Linked DNA regions of Bos taurus: regions 2 and 3 are each linked to region 1. The links are chromatin contacts, called in public Hi-C maps. All regions are on one chromosome and are shown on one strand. The core of a region is the stretch at or near the end of the contact, and the rest is flanking DNA. Distances in the headings are between cores, read along the strand shown.

The links. A called contact is a pair of places that touch in the nucleus more often than the background predicts.
Region 2: a contact with region 1 is called in a Hi-C map of blastocyst, with 2.6 times the contacts expected there. The contact joins the promoter of HBEGF here to the enhancer-like site in region 1.
Region 3: a Hi-C map of skeletal muscle shows a contact between it and region 1, with 4 times the contacts expected there. The contact joins the promoter of CYSTM1 here to the enhancer-like site in region 1. A contact is called at or near these places in 3 of 11 Hi-C or Micro-C datasets (liver, skeletal muscle and an unstated tissue).

Annotation. Positions count from the first base shown.
Region 1 is chr7:51,429,433-51,433,781 of ARS-UCD2.0, reverse strand. All of the region lies in intron 2 of CYSTM1 (cysteine rich transmembrane module containing 1), which reads right to left. It overlaps LOC132345757 (a long non-coding RNA gene), which reads left to right. Exons shown (of 2, transcript XR_009495279.1): 1 at 1-3,644. Among named protein-coding and RNA genes, the nearest start is that of CYSTM1, 67 kb to the right of the region's middle. Within about 2 kb of position 2,156, at least 29 of the 102 cell types and tissues checked have an H3K27ac peak or open chromatin away from gene starts, as enhancers often do. A contact at or near this core is called in blastocyst, liver and skeletal muscle, where this site is marked.
Region 2 is chr7:51,542,490-51,546,838 of ARS-UCD2.0, reverse strand. HBEGF (heparin binding EGF like growth factor) reads left to right here and starts at 2,056. Exons shown (of 6, transcript NM_001144090.1): 1 at 2,056-2,382; 2 at 2,580-2,753. The coding sequence starts at 2,337.
Region 3 is chr7:51,362,728-51,367,076 of ARS-UCD2.0, reverse strand. It overlaps CYSTM1 (cysteine rich transmembrane module containing 1), which reads right to left and starts at 2,508. Exons shown (of 3, transcript NM_001078164.1): 1 at 2,401-2,508.

The DNA of each region.
Region 1 (4,349 bases), core at 907-3,406:
CCTCTCTCTAGAGCCTGGTATATAGTAGCTAGAACATGCTGGGTAGTGTGAGCTTGTCCAAGTTCTGTTGTATCAGCTGCCCTCCACAGAGAGAGCCCTTTCCCTTCTCTCATGGCACAGGTCTAAATCTCATTTGGCCCCACTCAGCAACACAGGAAAAGCTGTTCAGGGTCTGGGAGTCAAGACCCACCACCAGGGGAGCCTAGTCAAAAAGAAGAGAGCCTGATAAGGCACATGACCTATGTGGAACTATGTGGTGGATGTTCCCATTTCACAGGTAAGGAACTCGAGGCTCAGAGAGGTCAGGTCTCTTGTTGAAGCACAGAAACAGCCAGAGCAGGAATGTGAGCCCAGGCCCCAACTAAGATAGCAAAGGGACCAGGAGGAGCAGAGGAGTGAGTGGGCTCCAGGACAGTCTTCTCTCACCAGCCATCGCACACCCAACTTGGGTCACCAGAGCAGGAAAGCCCCAGGCAGGGCGACCTGCCATTTCTGCCCCAATGACCGACCCAGGTTCCCAGCCTCCCCTGATCCTGCAGGGGTAGCGCTGGACAGGGGTTGGCTGTGGCTTCCCTTGCCTAATCTCTGGTTGCATTCTCCTTGACAGGGGACTGGCTCTGCTGCCCTGAGGACGGAAAGGCTCCCTCCCCTGCAAAGGCAGCCTGTTGGACCCAGGCCAGAGACCTAGCCCAGGGCTGGGCTCCTGTGTGCTGGGCCCTGCAGTCTCTCGCAAGCTGCCTTTACGAGGTGCTCACTACGTGCCCCAACCTATGCTGAGGGCCTTCACAGCCCCACAGGACACCTGTCTGCTCCCGGCTTCCCCACTCCCAGCCCTTCCTCCTGTCAGAACCACTGACCCACAGGTAGCTTCGTCAGGAAAACAAAGATGTCTCCGTCTTGCTTCCTCTTGTCACCTTCCTCCTCTTGTCCACATCTGTCCTAGCCAGGGCTTATTTCACATGACGTCCTCCACAGCCTGGTGCAGTGGAGAGACTCAGCTGATTACCCCCAGACAGTGGTTACAGAGGTTAGAAATAGTCAGTCTGGCTTAAAGAAAAAACAGAACTTCAAGCCCGAGGGCTGCGTCAGCCTTGATGGGGGTAGTTAGTGCTGTACCTACCTTAGAAACCCGGTCAGTTATTTCCTGGAGCACTGAGTCTTCCAAAGCCCTTATTATGTCTTTTTCCTTCGCATTAGCTGAGGACAGAACCTATCCCCCCAGACTGTAGAGAAGACGGGGGCGGGGGTGTGGAGGAGTCTGTTTGGTAAAGTAGGTCTGGAGGTAGGAGTGAAGTGATTTCCTTGCTTGCTTCCCATCACCAAAGCAGGGATGACGGGCACAGGAGAAAGCTCTGAGGAAGGCCTCACAGCACCCACTGTGGGGCCCGGAAACTGCGTATTTTATAACTGAATCTTCCTAGGTGCCCTGCCTACCTGCGCAGTCTGAGGTACTGCTCCTTCAGAGAGGCCTGCTGCACTGAGCAGCGGGTCTGGTCTGCCTCGGGCCCCACCCCACCTCGAGGCTTCTGCTCCTCACATCCTCTACTCTGCCACCCCTCCCCATCCCTGCCCTGCAGTGGTGAACCCCCGTTCCCCCCGAGAGCTCCCACACTGCCCTAGCTCAGCAGTCAGGATGCAGCCCTGCTGCCCGAGTCCTGGGCCAGGACAGCCTCCCTGGGTACCTTAAGTCAGGGCACTGTATATACACCACAGCTTCGCTGGCCGTACTGGTTCCCCAGAAGGAACTGGGGCGTAGAGGATTCTAACGCATGTGTTTCCACACCCAGGCCACATGAGCCTTTCTGGCAACTGGCCTGTACTGGCGAGCTGAGCATGGGGGGTGGGGGTGGCAGGACCATGGTTATGTAAGATGTTAAACATTAAGAGAGGCTGGATCAAAAGTACACAGCAACTGTACTATTTCTGACTCGTCTGTAAATCTACAATTATTCCAGAATTTAAAAAAAATTTTTTTTCTTTTAAAGGAAGGAACAATGGAGAGGGATCAAAAGTGCAGTGGGAGCAGTCAGTGCCCAGTGAGGGGCACTGGGTCTGGTGTGTGCAGGGTCTGGTGTGTGCAGGGGCTGCGCACACAGCGCTCCTACTGAGGGGTCCAGTGCCCCCTTGTGGCCAGCCTGGGCACCAGCTCCTGCTAACGCAGGCAGGCCTTTACAGATGGGCCCACGCACATAGCAACCAAAAGGCTTACCGCCCCATTTGCTGTGTAGTATCTCAGGAGTCAAGGCCACCTTATTCAGCCTGTGCCCTGGTCCCAGGAAAGGGACTGAACAGACTCTCAATTTCCAGAAAACTGTGGTTGAGTTGGAGAGCAGGTCTAGAGGTTCCTTCACCAGCTTGTCTGCCTTGCCCCGACACGGCCCTTTTGTACCAACCTTCAGTGTCCTCAGCCCCATTCCAGGAGTGGGGCCAATACTCAGAGTTGCCACGTGAATGCAGGTGCAAAAGACGGCGTGAGTAGTGGTGGTGTAGGGGTTGGGGGATGTAGAGGGAAGGGGGTGTGAGCATGTGTGTGACTTGGAGGCCCAGCCTCGGTCAGAAAGGCCCAGGGGCGCTGAGCAGACTCTGGCAGAGGATCCTCATCCACTGTCTTGCCTCAGCTGGAAGCAGAGAAGACAGATGCAAGATGCCTGGAGGCACGCAGCCCCCTGGGCCCAGCTGCCTGCTCACCGAGCCCTGGGGTCTTCTCCGGGGCCACCAGCCACACCAACCAGCAGTCCCAAATTCTAGGACTACCGTAGTGTACACCCAGGGAACAGGTATTCACATGGGCTACTCAGAACCCTGGTTCTGGGCATGCAGTGGGCAAGCAGGCTCCAGGCCACACAGGGACCCGGGCAGGAATGTGAGTGGAGACTCTTAGCCAAAGGCTCCAGTTCTCAGTCAGCCCCATCCTGGAATCTGAAACCTCGGCTTGCTCAGCTCAGACATTTTAAATGATTAATCAAGGGCTTTGAAGTGGTAATTGAGCCTTAGCAGGCTGTTAGTCCTTGTGCCTGCATCTGTCTGCAGTCCCAGCCCAGGAAGCTAGTAAGGAGAAGCAAATACAACAGACCGGGGCCTTCCAGACAGTTCTGACATCTCGGGCCTTCTTGCTCCAGAAACGAAGGAAGCTGCACCTTGGCCTCTTGTGCAGGCTCAGACCAATGGTGGGCACCCCATGCTGCTCCTTTACTGCTGAGACCACCACAGCCCAGCGCCGCCCCGGGAGTGCCCCCGGTGGAGGTGACAGCTCTGCCAGAGGCAGGAGGCCTGTGGTCAGTGCTCAGCTGTCTTCACCCCATCTTCTAAACCAGCATCCAAAACAACATAAGGCCAGCCTTGCACGAGGTATCAGAGGATGCCGAACAGCCCTCCTCCTGCTCAGACCAAGAGGTAGGAAGAGGGAAAAATCTTAATGCATCTGAAGAATAAGTACAATCTCAAGACGGCCCCAGGACAGCTCCTGTGCCTTCCGAGCAGCCAGAGACAACACACTGCTGGCTGAGGATGCACTCGAGCTTTCCTTGGGTGTGCACGTGCGGTGGGACCATTTTTTACTCAGCACAAGGGGGCTGCACCCGGGACGGAAGCTGTCCTAAAGGCAGTACCCCTCTGCCACCTGCTCTGAAGGCCACGAGCACCAGGTAAATACGCTGGGGGAGGGCTGCCGTAGGGGATGAAGGGCGGCCAGGAGCATAGAGGCAGTCAAGGGAGTGTGGTTTTCACTGGAGCCTGGAGGTTAAGAGCAGGAGAGGTGAGGCGCAGTTTCCTCTCTCCACGGCAGGAGGGATGCGGGCTGGTGCACCGGCACAGCCTTGGTCCTCTCGCGCTCTGTGACAGCACCGGCCCTCCCGGGCCTCACGCCTGCCCTGCTCCTTCTGCCACTTCAGCCATGTCTTCCACGACTGTGTCCCTCTTCTTGCTTCAGTGTCCCAAGACACCTACTCTAAGGCACGGCAGGCTGGGAGCTGGCCCACCAGTTCATCCGTCCACTCATGTGCCTACTGCCTGCCGCCCCACTGAGCAGCCAGCCAGTCCAGCATCACTGTCAGACATTGAGTGCCAAGTGTTGCTGTGGATTGGTCTGGAAAGGGTGGGATGTCTGCTGACTGTGGGTCCCTGTCCCGAGATGTCCAGAAGTGCAGCCACCACCATCCTCTGAGGAGGAGCTGCTGGACAAAACCCAGCAGCCATCACGGCCCAGCCTGCCTCAGCCAGAGCACCCAGAGGAGGGCTCAGTCGCAGGCCAGCTTGTACTTTCGCCCTGTCCAACACAGTCAGTCCTATGAATAGCAGACCTGATGGTAAAATTTTTTCATGAACTACAAAAAGGTTAAGTACATGTGGAC
Region 2 (4,349 bases), core at 807-3,306, 110 kb before region 1:
GCAACATGTGGGATCTTCTGGGACCAGGGACCGAACTTGTGTCCCTTGCGTTGGCAGGTGGATTCTTAACCACTGGACCACCAGGTAAGTCCGTGATTTCTTTTTCAGATTAGAGGACACTCAAAGTTCTGAGAGAAGTGACTGTCCCCAAACCATTCCAGGCCTTTTGAATTCTTTCTCCAGGTCCTTCCTGTAAAAAGTGAATGACATACAAACGTAGCTGGGGTGAGGCTCACAGGTGTGATGAAAACTTGGAGTTGCCCCGTGAATGGGCTACGACTGATGTGAGGGTGAGAGGGCGGAAGGACAGAGCCTGTGAGAGGCAGGCTGAGACAGGAGAGCAGGGTGTGGCCCTGGCAGGGGCCGGGGGAGGGGTGACCTGGCTGCGTGTCAGGAAGTGTTCCCCCCACCCTCCCCTGGGGAGAGCCCTAACCCTGAGGCAGTTTTGTTGTGGGGAAGCAGGTTGTCAGGCAGCTGTTGAAGGAGAACAAAGGTGTGGCCTGGGTGGTGACTGTCTACTGAGGTCCTAGGCCCGATACTGATCACCCAAAGGAACAATCCCACAGTGGCGCTTGGCCAAATAGGTGATAGGTAAGCTTCCTCCTAAAACCAGCCCAACCACACATGAAGCCTCAGACTTGTGGGGAAGGGAGAGAAAAGAAGTCTCTAAGGAAATGGAATGGTCAATGTAGAATGCTTAGTAATAATAATGATAATAATATGGCACATTTACTAGAACATGTCTGTTCCCTTGATCAATCTTCAAGAAGCTCTCTATAAAGTAGGCATTATTATTTTTGTTATTCCCATTTGAGAGACGTGGAAACTGAGACTCAGTGAGATTAAACATCTTGTCCAAGGTCACACAGTAAGAAGCCAAGTCAGGATTCCAGCTAAGGTCTATAGTGATTCCAGGGCACTGTGGAAACCTAAACCTGGGGGTAGTTGCTAGGGGCAAGTTAAGAAGCCAGAGCCCCATGGACTCCTGCAGAATTATGGATGGGGAGGGAGAGTGGAACAGGCTGTGTATAAATAGCAGGCCTGTTTTTATCCCTACACATGGGCTGAAGCAGGCAAGCAGCTCTATCTGGCACAATTTGAGGGCTCTGAATGCCAACCCAGCCTTGTGTCATACAACTCCCGCCCCAGCATGTCCCTGGGAGCTGAAATGCCTACTGAGAGTTATTTCTTTGGGTCAGGACATTGACTCCAGAGGATTTCTGTAAAAATACATAGATTGTTAGAGAAACACATCAATCTCCTGGCACCTGTTGAAGGTGGCAACGTAGGCCAGCCAGCTGGGTCCTGTGGGAGGGGGCTCAGCTTTTCTGTTGAAGAAGATGGCGTTCAAAGACAAAGAAAAGTATGAGGCTTGTTTCACAGCCTGTGTTTCTTCAATCCCAGAAGCCTGGGAATTATAATCCAGAGTTCAAAAATCCTAATGGAGACTATGTCATCTGGGACAAAGATGGAAAGAAGCCACTCCAGTGGATGGAAGAATACTAACTTCCTTTGCTTTTGCTGGGTTGATACCAGATGCCTGCAGCTGCACTTGCTGGCATTCATGTGTTTAATTTTTAAATGATAAATGAATTAATTATTATTTACTCCTTGATTTGTGGGTAGGCAAAGAAGCAGGTTTCTGAAACTCAGAAGAAGACATGGGCGGAGATCTCTAGTTTAGAGCACGGATAACCGAAGAGACCAGGCCTGGAAGAGAAGAAAAAACGAGGGGTGTCCAAGGGCGAAGCGCAGCTCAGCGGTCACAAGGTTGCAGCGGCGGACCAGCATTTGGGGAAAGGTAGGAACTGGTCCCCGCCACCTGCCGGTCAGCAGCCCTACCCACAGTCAGGCCGCGGCTGCACTGGCCTAGTCCCAAAATATGTGAGCGCCGCCCCTTTCTCCCGCCCCCTTTCCCCGCCGCGCCCGCGGGGTCGGGGGCTGAGCGGTCGGCGCCTGGAGCCCGGCCGGCATCCCAGAGCGGGAGGCGGGAGGGGGCCGCGGGGGGCGGGGCGGAGCCTCGGCGCCTCCCGAAGCCTTATTCCAGGCTGCACGCCGAGGAGTGCTCAGTCGACCCAGGGAGCTGCGCGCGGCAAGCAGCTGGCTCTCTTGCTTGAGGCACTAGGGCTCGGGCGGTCGGACAGACGGAGTGAATAGAGAGACGCCCAGCGGCCGCGAGCTCCGCGCAAATCCCAGGCAGGCTTGCACCCAGAGGCCGGCAGCCGACCGTGCCCGCCGGGATCTCCAGAGCTTCTCCCGCCCGTCTCCCGTGCCAGCGTCCGGTGGTCGCCGCCCCCCAAAGTGATTGCTGCCTCGCCTCCGCCGAGTCCGGGACCATGAAGCTGCTGCCGTCGGTGGTGCTGAAGCTCTTTCTTGCTGCAGGTAAGCGGGCTGCCGCCGCTCCCGGAGGTCTGGGGGGATGGGGACTCTGCTGGGGGCACGGGGGAAGATCGCTGCAGCGTCCCCGGCGCGAGCCACTTGGTGGGGCCCGTGCTCCCTGGCTTGCGGGAGCCGGCCGCGGTGCATGGCGACTGGGGTCTGGGCTGGGGGTCTGAGGCGGCCTCGCCCCTTACCCGCAGTGCTTTCGGCGTTGGTGACTGGCGAGAGCCTGGAGCGGCTTCGGAGAGGCCTGGCTGCTGGAACCAGCAATCTGGACACCCCTACTCAATCTACGGACCAGCTGCTGCCCGCGGGAGGTGGCCAAGGCCGGGAAGTCCTGGACTTGGAAGAGGCAAACCTGGACCTTTTCAGAGGTGCGTGTGGGGGCTGCCCATCTTCGGACCCTGGTGGTCAGTTGAAGTATCATAGGATCTGGCATTTATGCCGATTGGGCACAGTTGTGGTTTGGAGCTTTTCAAGAGAGGACTTCAAGGAAAAGCCTCTTGGCCTGACAAGCTCCCTGGGGGATCCTAGAACGTAGGTCCTGTTATCTTTTTTGTCCTCGGGTCTCACATGCCACATTGCTGCCCTTCTGCATACTTGGGGGCAAATTGAGACAGGCAAGGTGCTTGGGTTTTGTGTGTTCTTCTCTGAGGTAAGCTAGGTGACAGGAACAAGGACTGGTTGAGATGCTTTCCCTAGAGTTTCTATATAAAAATGTGCACAAGATCTAATTTCCACATTAATTGACTATTATGTATAAAATCACAGATGTGGAGGTGCTAGGCACATACCAGGTGTGCAGGATTAGTCTCCTGCATCCACCTGTCTCCAGGTTGGGGAAACAGTGGGGAATGAGGAACACTTGGTCCTGCCAGGTGAGGCCGGCACCTCTTGGGGAGGCTGTGAATGGCGAGCACTGGGACCCTAGAGAGCTGTTTTGATATGCTGGGTGTCCACAAATCCTTCACAAGCCTGGATACTTCCTGACCACTTGGAGGCCCTGAGAGGGGCTCCAGAGGAGGAAGGGCCAGGTGGGATCCTTCAACCAGCAAAGGTGCTGTGGCCAAGTACATACAAGTGCAGGGCAGAGTCCAGAGCCTCCAGTATTGCCTGTTTCCCTGCCCCCAGTCACCTGCAGAGATTCTTGAGGGTGGAGCAGGGACTGAGCCCTGGAGCCCCGGAATGACTATATTTGGTTGGAAAGATACCCACCTGTTCTAACTCTGCCTGCTTCTCTGCCACTCTTCTTCTTCCTTACCCAGGGATTACCTTAGGTGCTGTCCACTCCAAAGCTGAGGCTGGGCTCTCACCTTCCATCCTTTCACAGTAGCCCTCCAAGGGGGCGGGGATCACCCCTGGCCTGAACAACCTGGATTCTCCTGGCCCTCTCCTAGGAAGGGCAGAGCTGGGCTGTGACTCACTCTCCACCCACACAGCTGCTCCTCATACCTCGCAGACCTGACTCACTGCTCCCTCTCCCCAGCAGGAGCCTGACTGTCACCCTGTCACTCTCTCCCTCCCTTTTATGATTGGCTCGTTTCTCCTGCCTCAGTTTCACCACAACTGTGGTCACTAATTTCCTCTGAGCATCTGCTTCTTCTGAGTTCTGAAGGGGCCTGGGTCTGCACGGTAGGAACAGGGGACTATGGGACTATTGGCACCTGTCTCTTCTCTTTTCTCAGGTTTGCTGGGCAAAGACTATTTTTCAAGTCTAGGGATCCTGTCACCTGAAATAAGTAACTGTTACCATTTACTAAGTGTCTTCTGTGTTCTAGTCACTTAACATGTTATTGTGAATTAATTAATCCTGCTGCAACCCTCTGAAATAGGAACGCCTGTTCACTTTTTACCAAGAACCTCAGGGTTCAGAGAGATTAAGGGACTTGCCCAGGATCACATGGCTGTAATTCGAGCACCATTCTGCTGACTTCAGAGCCCATTCATTGTCTGGTTCCTGGCTCAGCATC
Region 3 (4,349 bases), core at 1,259-3,758, 67 kb after region 1:
TCAGTCCGACTCTTTTCGATCCCATGGATTGCAGGTCACCAGGCTCCTCTGTCCATGGAATTTTCCAGGCAGGAATACTGAAGTGAGTTGCCATTTCCTACTCCAGGGGATTATCCTACTCTATCCCTATTAGTTATCGTGTTTGGAGGGTGGGGGGACCGTTTACAAAGAAAGCATGATTAACTGGCCGTTTCAAATGCTTCCAAAGAGATTTAGAAAATTGATAACAATTTTTAAAAAAAGTGGCCCAGAAATCTAATCTCCAGTGATTCTTAAAATTATGGGGCTCCTGGAGAGCCCAATAAAAAACACTAACAAACCCTACCAATGAATAAGCACACAAGGGGAAAAGCTCTCCGGCTTAGTAGAAATATGTTGTAAACACACATTGCTCAATGCTCAAATGGCCTGTCTTAAGATGTCATTTACAGAGAATGATGTTGCTGATCTGACTGGAAGTTCGCTTTGCCCAGATACCACCACTCTGGATTTGTCCTCCCTTGGGTGCTGTGCTGGTTTCTCCATTTATACACAAACCTTGCCAAGTTCTCAGCAATTCCCTCAACTGGCTTTTACTGTACAGGATCCCTGGAGGTTCAATTCTGTTTTCTGGAGTCAAGCAAATACAAAACAAGTTGGTGAGAAGTTTCAGCTATTTCACTTCCTCCAGAAAAGAGAAGTTTGTGGAAGATTCAATATAAAAGGGACAGCTGTTTTGTTTTTTGTTTTTTTAATTCCCCCCCTCCACAGGATCAGTAAATTTCAGAGTTGTAAAAAATTGTACATCAATCATTCCTCTTCAATAATCAAAATATCTTCTTCTCACTTCTTAAGAATTTAAGACAAAAATGGCCAATTAACACTTATGCAGCGTTACCTGGAAAGCCCACACACTGAAAGTAGTAGGTAGGAAGGGGGGAATCTGTTCTACAATTAACAAAGAGCATGGAACTCCTTTCAGCTTCCCCAGTGCCCCCATATTCATGTTTTGGGCACTGATTATCCTTCAAGAACTTCTGTGCCATTAAATCTCCTATCATTCACTTGCACTTTGGGTTTCACCTAGGAGAAGGCAATGGCAACCCACTCCAGTGTTCTTGCTTGGAGAATCCCAGGGACGGGGGAGCCTGGTGGGCTGCCGTCTATGGGGTCGCACAGAGTCGGACACGACTGAAGCGACTTGGCAGCAGCAGCAGCAAGGTATAAGAGGTGTTGTAGAACACTCTGAAACCTCTAAAGGGTTAAGTGCTGTGGACAATACAACCTCAATGCATATGGAGGAAGGCAAATCCCGTAAACAGTCATAACTGATCGGATCAAATGAGATAAGAGAAGGCAGCTGGGTGCTTCTTTTCCCTCAGAAGAAGGAATTATTTAAAAATCTAGGATAATTGGCACCTGGCTGCCTACGCCCCCATCCCTGTCTCCTACAAACATTTCCGAAGCAAGGTTTCCAGAATCCCAACAGATTAGAGTTCTAGGCGTTGTCATCTCTTTTCCAGGCTGTCACAACAGCCTCCTCAGTCTCCCCATACCAGTGTTCCCCCTACCGCAATCCAGCCGACGCTTCAATGGGCTCCCACCCACAAACCCTCAGCTAAGCACTCAAAAGTTTTTTCAAATGGGCCCTAACCTAACTTTCCAAACTTCTCCTCCGACCCCAAAACCTCCCTAGCACTCAATCCAGTAAGTCTTTCCTTTACTTCCAGCTCAAGGTCTCTTTCCCAGAGGTCCCCGTTCCCTCCCCCTACTCTTCCAACCCCCACAGCTGCCGGAGATTAGCCCCATCCCTTGGGGCTCCGCTCAGATTTCACTCCCCCCAACAGGTCTATTCACATTTCTATCAACCGCATTCAACAGGACTGAAACATCTTTTCTGAACACCTCTGGTCCCAGCTCCCGCCGGGCCTCGCGTCCCCAGCAGGCTCGGTTCTGCGCATGGAGTGGGTCGCCCGCAGCACTCTAGAAATCGCAGCTCAAGGCGAAGAGACGCGGACGCCTCCCGCAGACGTCCCTCGAGACCGGGTGTGGCAAGCCTAGCTCTCAGTCAGCCGACTCCTCGCTACGCGGAGCCCCTAAGTCCTCGGCCCAGAGGCCCCGGCGGGCAGTGCGGGATCTTCCCAGCCTCAGCCAGCGGCGCTGCGACTGGACCCGGAGGAGCAGCCGCTAAGCGCTGGGGTGTGTATCAGGCCGGCTCCAACAGCTCCGCCGGCTCCCGGCCTCTCCCCCAGCTCTGCTCGCTTCCCGGCTCGAGTCCGCCCATAGCGCCCGGGAGCCCGTCGCTTTCCCGGCGCCCTCTGGGGAGCTCGGGGGTGCGCAAAAGCCCGGAAGGGCGCTGCCCGCGCCTAACCCCCTCCTTGGTCCCAGCTTGGCTGGGCCCGGGTCCACCGCGGGCCTCACCTCTCCTCTCTACGAATCCGCTGAGCACTGGTTCGGCCGGGACCCGCTGGAACCTGACGACACCGCACAAGTGGCGCCGCACCTGCCAAGGAGCAAGAGAGGTGACTAGGCTCGCCTGACGTCACGGCCTCCCCGAGCGCCGCGAGCGCGGAGTCACCTGATCACCCTGGCAACACGCGCGGGGCGGGGCGAGGCGGGGGGCGGCGTCACAGCGCGAGCCCCGCCCCGAGCAGCGAGGCCCGGAGGCGCCACCCAGAGAGCTCCCGAGCGGTTTACGGTAACTCGAGGTCCGGGTCCGGCCGTCCGGCTCCGGCTTCCCTGCTCTGGCCTTAAAGTAGGCATGGATAAGTGGGCATGGATACCCGAGGCTCCAAAAGGCAGTCACCTCAGGCTGGATCAGTGCTCCGAGACTCCAGACGTTATCCCCTCACCGTCAGGGCAAGTGCCTGGCCTCAGGGCCTGTGTCCTCACCGAACCCATAAGGGATTCAGTGCAAGGCATGCTGCAGGCTTCGCTTGTGGGCCGCTTCTCTCCGCGTCTTCTTCTAGATCCAACTAGGTTTGAGGGTTTGCTTCGAAAACTGTACATGAGAGGACTGGGGCTGAGTTTGGTAACTGGATTGCTCTCTGGCAACTTTACCCATAAGCCTCACAACAAGTAGTGCAGCCTTTGCTGGAGAATATAATAGTAAGACTTCATTCACTCAGGATGAAGAACAGGCTGTAGGCCAGCCCAGTCCTCCAGTCCTGCAGCCCTCCTCCTCTGCCAACAGAAAGAGAAAGCACTGAAACACCCAGAGCAAAGCTTAGCACAACTCTGAAAGTCCTAGTTGAAGTCCGATTTGTTTTCAGTTTAGAAATTGATTTTCCCTTCAGTTTCCTCCCCTAGCTCACTATGATGGTATGCCTACATCTCTGTGACTTTCCAGTCACTAGACATAGACCGTCAGTTTCAAAATGAAAATGTAAGATCCTGTGGAGGCCCTGGTTTGAGAGCCACTGCTTATTCTATCCCTTTACTTCTTTCTGAGTTCCATTTAAGTTTTACTCTCCTACACGCTGCACCACTATGGAAGTTTCATATATGTTGTCCTTCCCTCTTAGAGTATGGGATTTTAAACCAAAAAGTTACTTTATAAATAACTTCTAGTGAGCATCTTTGACTGGCAATGGGTACTTAAGGCACGATCCTTGAAGATTAAAAGTTTATGAGTGGTGCATCTCATATCCAAGTACCACCTGTACTGTTTACTTAATAGTTTTGTTTCAAGTGACACTTGTTTATTTTTATACATTTAAAAAAGAAACTAGCATATAAATGGGGTGGGGGAAAGACAGCTGTGAAAGAGAAGAATCATGGCTCCAGACAGAGTTGTACTAAAAGGAAAGAGATTTAAAACATGAGCCCAGGTCCCAAAGAGCAGAGATTAGGAGGCAGGAAGATGGTGGGAGCAGAGCAGGGGTAGCCAGACCTGGGGTGGCTGGTTGGGCTGAGGAGAGGAGCTCTAAATGCAGGTTAGGGATGCGTGGGGGAAAAGCTGCGCTGGAATGAGGTTTGAGGGATGCAGTAGAGGGGAGAAGTCTGGGAGTGGAGAGAATGGAGAGGGGATCTAGAGGAAGAAGGAACAGTGGTTTGAGGAGGGACTACTGAAAGGAAGGGTGTGCTAACAGCATTAAGGAAAGGGAGATTACAAAAATGAGGACTGCAAGGAAGGAGGAGCAGTGAGAAGAACCTGATGGAGGCCCTATGGGAAAGCTCAGAGCTTCTGAGGCTGTAATGTGGGCAGAGCAAGGTGAGATGAGAGTGGGGGCAGGGTTAACTGCCTTGGAAGAGAGGGCAGCTGGACATACAGGGCCATGCTGTGGGAGAAGAATGGTGTTTTCAGTAAGGTCCTTGGCCACTCCCATTTTACTGAGTTGTTTGGGATAATGGCAATAAGCAGTTCATGA